Linked DNA regions of Rattus norvegicus: region 1 is linked to region 2. Evidence: chromatin contacts called from public Hi-C data. All regions are on one chromosome and are shown on one strand. Each heading gives the region's core, a stretch centred on a gene start, on an enhancer-like site or on the middle of the called end of the contact. The rest is flanking DNA. Distances are from core to core; before and after follow the strand shown. Region 1 overlaps Prkce (protein kinase C, epsilon). Region 2 overlaps Prkce (protein kinase C, epsilon).

What was found. A called contact is a pair of places that touch in the nucleus more often than the background predicts.
Region 1: a Hi-C map of psoas muscle shows a contact between it and region 2, with 1.8 times the contacts expected there. The contact joins two enhancer-like sites.

The regions. Positions count from the first base shown.
Region 1 is chr6:13,867,621-13,870,808 of GRCr8, forward strand. All of the region lies in intron 10 of Prkce (protein kinase C, epsilon), which reads right to left. Among named protein-coding and RNA genes, the nearest start is that of Prkcel1, 61 kb to the right of the region's middle. Within about 2 kb of position 1,446, at least 23 of the 93 cell types and tissues checked have an H3K27ac peak or open chromatin away from gene starts, as enhancers often do.
Region 2 is chr6:13,760,415-13,763,319 of GRCr8, forward strand. The region is part of intron 11 of Prkce (protein kinase C, epsilon); the gene reads right to left. Among named protein-coding and RNA genes, the nearest start is that of Epas1, 140 kb to the left of the region's middle. Within about 2 kb of position 1,602, at least 12 of the 93 cell types and tissues checked have an H3K27ac peak or open chromatin away from gene starts, as enhancers often do.

The DNA of each region.
Region 1 (3,188 bases), core at 196-2,695, 110 kb after region 2:
CAGAATGAGTGTGCCCCTTCATGTTGGAAAACGTGCCAAACAGACCCACGTGGAAGAATACACACACACACACACACACACACACACACACACACACACACACACAAGTGTATAAATGTGTCTATCACTTCGTCCCCAAAGTTAGAGAATTTGTTTTTTGGCTTGGGTGTTTTGTTTGTTTGATCTTTCTTTGAGTCAATCTTCATATACAGAGAGAGTCGCCTCAAACTTTCTATCCTCCTGCCTCAGCCTCCAAGTGTTCAAAGGTGATAAATCCTATGTTTATTTTACCATAATAAAATGTGGAAATATAGAAGAAAATCTTCTTTCCGTGTTTCCTTACATGTAAAGAAGCTACCTTATGTGACAGACTCTAGACTAAGAGGCAGCACTCCTCCCTGTCTGCCCTGAGGTGGGCACACTGGAGCAAAGTGAGCCCTATAACTTTGCACTTCATTCTAGAATGGGTCCTTGCTTCAAGACCTGGGTGACCACTTTCTTCATGCAGCCTGATTGGTATGAAATTATGCGGCCCCTCTACTTGCACTCTTATCCCCCTCTCCACGTCCCTCGGCTCTCCTCAGGCAACGGAGATTGGCACTCAGTGACTTTACACACCGACCCTCCTATCAGAGTCTCCATAAGCCCTCAGTCACTTGCAGGCCACAGGGCCCTGAGTGTAAATTGGCTAAGGAAGAGAAATGGCATTGCCGCCCACCCATCCTGCTCACACAGGATGTTCTTCAGCACCAAGATGTGCTTCCTCGCATCACTGGATAAGACACTGTGTCACACAGAGCCCAAAGCATCCACGTAGACTCTCTTCACCTAACGCTGGAGAGCATTACCAAGCCCAGCACTACCACTTCCAATCTTCTACTGTCGAGCCCGTAGCATAGAGTCCCGAGGGCTGCTAATCCAAACCATCTAGAGGTATTGAACATCGAGGGCTTTTGTTTTCTAGAAACAGCCAGCAAAGGGGCCAAAAGCCCTCCAACTCCTCCCAGGCCCCACCACCCCAATGTCACCTGGCCTAGCAGGATCATGGCCTACCCTTCAGGTTGCTTTCTCCGTTCTCTTAGGTGGCCTGATTATTCACTAGATCTTTCTCTCTCCTGGTCACCTTGTACCCCCGCCATCCCTTCTTTTCTTTAGGGTTTGCAGTTTTGTTAAAAGTTAAAAAAAATTAGAGTTCTTTGAAACTACAAATCCTCTACTATGTTGTCAACACTTGCTCCAGGCAGCTCTCCCCTTGCCCACAGAGATGATTAAATCACATTTGAAAAACATCACCAGTTGCTTTTTAAGGATTCTCCACGCCACCCGTTCCCCAGGGCTGGAGGGAGGCTGGTGGGCGGGTGGAGATCCTGTAGAGGCTCAGCCCCATTCCCAGTTTCCCTCACAGCAAAGTCCTCCAGGATTTGGCTTCCCAGGCCTGGCAGGAAATGCCAGAGGGTGGGGGATGGGTACAGTGTGCAGAGATGCAAGTTTTAAAGAGGCAATGCCACGGGTGAGACTGGCCAAGTCGGGTTTTGTGGGATCCAGTTGGAAGGGATGGTTTTGTAATGGGGATGATAAAACACAAACACACAACATCTAGAAGGGCCTGGGAATTTTAGTTTTCTGTTAACCACAAAAATCAAAATAAATCTATCTCTTGGGAGCCCTCTGAGCTCCAGAGGCCAATGGAACAGGAGATTTCTGAAAAAGGAGCTTCTGTACCAGGTTCACACCTGGAGCAGGAAGGCCATGCTCTTTAGCACCAAGAGGGACACTTCAGTCCCTAACGAGGGTCCCCAGCACTGCCATGCTCCTTTCCCTCAGCCTCTGACTCCACAAGAGTCTGTTCTCCTTATTTTCTCAGTATGCACCCTTCCCCACAAACCTCACCTCTTTTTCCTTATCATTTGTCCGCAAAGAAGCAGGAGAACGGAGCTGTGAAACCTAGTGTGGGGAACACGTCAAGATGAACTCTAGAAAGGACTTTGGAGCCCATCTCTAGGTGCCCACCTTCTTCCCAATGCTTGCCCTATTTCAAGGGCCAGCTCTGTAGCTTCCGTAGCCTGATTTAGGTTCTCTAGAAACTCAAAACCACAGCAGGATCTCAAGTCTAGCACAAGGCCTGAACTTGATGGGTATGTATTTGTGGTTTTATTGACTGGCCTATCTGCCCATTCTCATTAGTGCTGGGTGCCAGAATCGTTTTATTTGCTTTTTATTTCCCAGAGTCTGTGCAAGAAGACTACGGCACAGCCAAGGACAGAACAGCTTTGTAGACAGAAATCTTTTTTTTTTTTTTTGGTTCTTTTTTTCGGAGCTGGGGACCGAACCCAGGGCCTTGCGCTTCCTAGGCAAGCGCTCTACCACTGAGCTAAATCCCCAACCCCGTAGACAGAAATCTTAAGTCACTATTTGAATTCAGCATGGTCCCCCAGCAGGCTGCAGCTGCCAGACTCGACTGGGCCATTATGGTTACTGTTGATGGCTCTGCACGGTGATCATTGCTGGATGCCGGAAAAGACACAGGGCCTTCCTTACTCTACACCCTTCCACGCTCTGCCAGCCGGTCTGTACCCATCTTAAAGCGCTGCACAATCTGCTGGGATGCTCTCAAGGAAGTTTCTGGGAGAGCCATTCCTCCCCATATCCTAGAAACCGAGTCTATTGGTGACTTTTCCATTGTTGTAACCAGACACCATGACCAAGGCCACCTAAGAGTAAAGAGTTTCTTGGTGCTTATGGTTCCAGAGGGGTGGAGTCCATGATGGCATAGCAAAGATGTGGCAGCGGAAGCAGTGGGCTGGGGGCTCAGATCTTGAGTATCATGTGGGAAGCAGAGAGCACATTGGGAGTGGTGGGAGGCATCTAAAGTCTGAAGCCCAGCCCCAGTGACACAGTTCCCCCACAAAGCCACACCTCCTAAGACTCCTCACACACCAAGTAGAGACCAACTATTTAAATGTCTGAGCCTGGAGGCGTCCTTCTCATTTAAACCACCTCACTGAGGCTCAGCCCAAACCTGACTTAACACCGGCTGTTGCTCTGCCCGTTCTAATCAAGGACGAGACAAAAATCTTGATAGGATTGAAACAGATCTTTGTGGTTCTGAGTCATATACCTTGGTCAAAACCACGACGGAATCAGTGACTGAGGGATGGGACTTTTTTTCAGGAAAAACAACATCCAAG
Region 2 (2,905 bases), core at 352-2,851:
ACACAGTTCTTCTAAACTGGTGGCAACTTCCCCAAGAGTGAAAGCCAGACCACATTCCTTCTATAAACCACTTGTCCTTAGAACATGGCTAGTACCTGAGACTTAATAGACCAGAAAAGAAATGGGGACAATGTCTGTGCTTGTCTTGAAACCTTGAAGGAGAAGTGCTGAACACCCCATGCTGCTACAAACCCAGAAGCTGTGTTTGAATGCTCCACTCCCTCGAGTGTTTGTTCCACAGAGCTTAGGCCTCCACGCCACATAGTTGACAGGAAATTCTTAGTTACTTGAGATAAGAGATCAGGAAAATGATTTCAGGGGTGCCAGCATTTGGATCACTCTTGAGGCAGGTGGTGCAGAAACTGCTTGTCTGAGGCTGACTGGTTAGTCAGGGAGGAATGGAAGTGCTCCTGGCGCATTTCCAAACACCTCCAGTATTTCACAAGACACTCAGGAGAAAGGCGAGCTTTCTCTGTGGAGTCAAAACGCCCTCTGGTTAAACGCCCCGGGCTATTGTAGCAAATGGTAATGACTGGCTGGTATCATCTGCCTGGCATCCTCTGTGGCAACAACCCAGCCTCTCTTTCAAGAATGCTCAGTCACTCAAAGGCCACATGAGGCCAAGCAGGGAGGCAAGTAAGGGGTAGCCATTATCTTCATAAACAAAAGCATGCTGAAGTATGAAGCCTGTGGAGTGATTCACTGTTTTGTTCTGTGTTCATCAGAGGAAGAAACCTACATTTTTGCAGATCAATCATTTAAAATCCAAAGAGCTGCTATGTGGAGGGTGAGGGAGGGGGAAGTGGGTGTGCACACGAGTGCCTCTGAGTGTAAAGGTCAGCATTGGGGGGTTCTTCAGTAACTCTCCACCTAGTATTTTTTGAGGCAGGGTCTCTCACTGAATTTAGAGTCAGCAGGCCTCAGGGGTCCTGTTGCTTTAGCAGTTATAGGGTTAACGGTTTGCATCGCCACATCCCCACCACTTTGCATGGGTTGTTGGGGTATCAGGCTCACTTTACCAACTGAGCCATCTCTCCAGCCATCACTGTCTCTTAAAAATAAGATATTTTGTGTGCTGGAGTATTTTACCTACAATGTAGGTATCCACACCAAATGGCGTACCTGGTGCCCACAGAGCCCAGAGGTGTTTTTGGGTCCTGTGGAACCAGAGTCACAGATGGTCATGAGCTGCCATGTGGGTGCTGGGAATCAAATCCCGTCTTCTGCAAGAACAGCCAGTGCTGTTAACCACAGAGCTATTTCCTGGCCCCAGTCATTGCTATCTGTCTGTCTGTCTATTTGTCTATCTATTTATATTCTGATCCCTTGACACAGGGATTCTCTGTGTATCCCTGGTTGTCCTGGAACTCTCTCTGTAGACCAGGCTGGCCTCAAACTCTGAGATTCCCCAAGTCCACACCACCACCCGGTGGTGTCTGCCCAGCTATCACTGCCTTTTAAAGAGATTTTCTCCAAACGCTTTCAGGTCAAGCCCACTGTTGACTCCTAACGTCTAGTTTTTATCTATCCCCGCCCTGCAATCTTGAAGGCTATTGCTTTCGTGATTCTTAATTTGATGGATTGCCCAGGCTGATCTCAGACTCCTGAGTCCCTCCCACCTCAGCCTTCCCAGCTGGCTGGAACTGGATGTGTGTCCTACTACACCCTCCAGGGAGGACTCTTATCTGCATTTTTCTAATTGAGAAAAAAAAAAGGGTCTGGGGACATTTATTTTTTAACTGATCCCTGACACACAGGTGGCAGGAAACCACTTCCATGTGCTTAACCACTTTGCCCTGTTGCCTGAGGTGAATTGAGTGCGTCCACGCTTGGCCCTTCTGTGGGACAGCAAGCATTGCTGCTACCACAGGATGGCTGTTCTGACTCATGGAAACACATTTATAAGATGAAACTGATAAGCCAGACAAGGGCATTTTCACCACACGGACTTATCTAGGGAGAGCAGGCCTTCACCTACTGTTCTGACAGCTAAAGACTCAGGTGTCAAATGGCTGGCTTAGAGCCAAGACAAGTAACCTGGGGGTGTACCCGGGAAGTAGGGCTTGGAGTCACTGCAGAGTAACTTATCTGATTGTAAGCCTCGATGCTTGCTTCCTACAAACCCATAGCAAGGGCCCGGATAGATGGCTCAGCGGGTGAGAGCCCACACTTCTTTTGGAGAGGACCCAAATTGGGTTCTCAGTATCTACAGCAGGTGGCTCCTACCAGCCTGTAACTTCAGTTCCAAAGACCCTGACTCCATCCTCTAACCTGCCTGGGGACTTGCATTCACTTGAAACCACACACAAAAACCAAAATACAACTTCTTTAAAGTTCACATCGAGGAAGGCTTGCACATGCTTAGCTTTTGCTGGGTAATTTCCTGACCCCTGTTGATGGAGAACAGGTATTTGTATCCCCTGTCATGGGGAAGAGGCTCCAAGGCCATCATGATATTCATATCTGGTGTCCCACCCCTTGTCATGTCACCAACCAAGTACATGTCACCATGGACTTATCAAAATGGCTACTTGGGATCCGATGTACAGACTAGATCTGAGGACAGAGATGTCAAACAAGTTGCTTCCCTGTGTTTCTCTGACCAAACGTGGAGAGATGAGGTGGTTAGCTCCATGCTGAAGACCTAACATTGTTAGGATCCACTGGCAACTGGAAGCTGTGAGACTTGAACCTTCAAACCTAACTGTTGTACACTAAATGCTGCCATCTCCTCTTGGGAGCAAATCTTTGTCAGTGCGCACTTAAACAAAACAAACCAAACGCAATTTTAAACCCGTGTTCTGCATGTATTCAGTAGTATCCTAAGATCTGAGGGCACTGTGTAATGAGGGGACCCGTGTCACCTTCATCAGTCTGGTCCCTGGCCTCACAAGTTACCATGTCC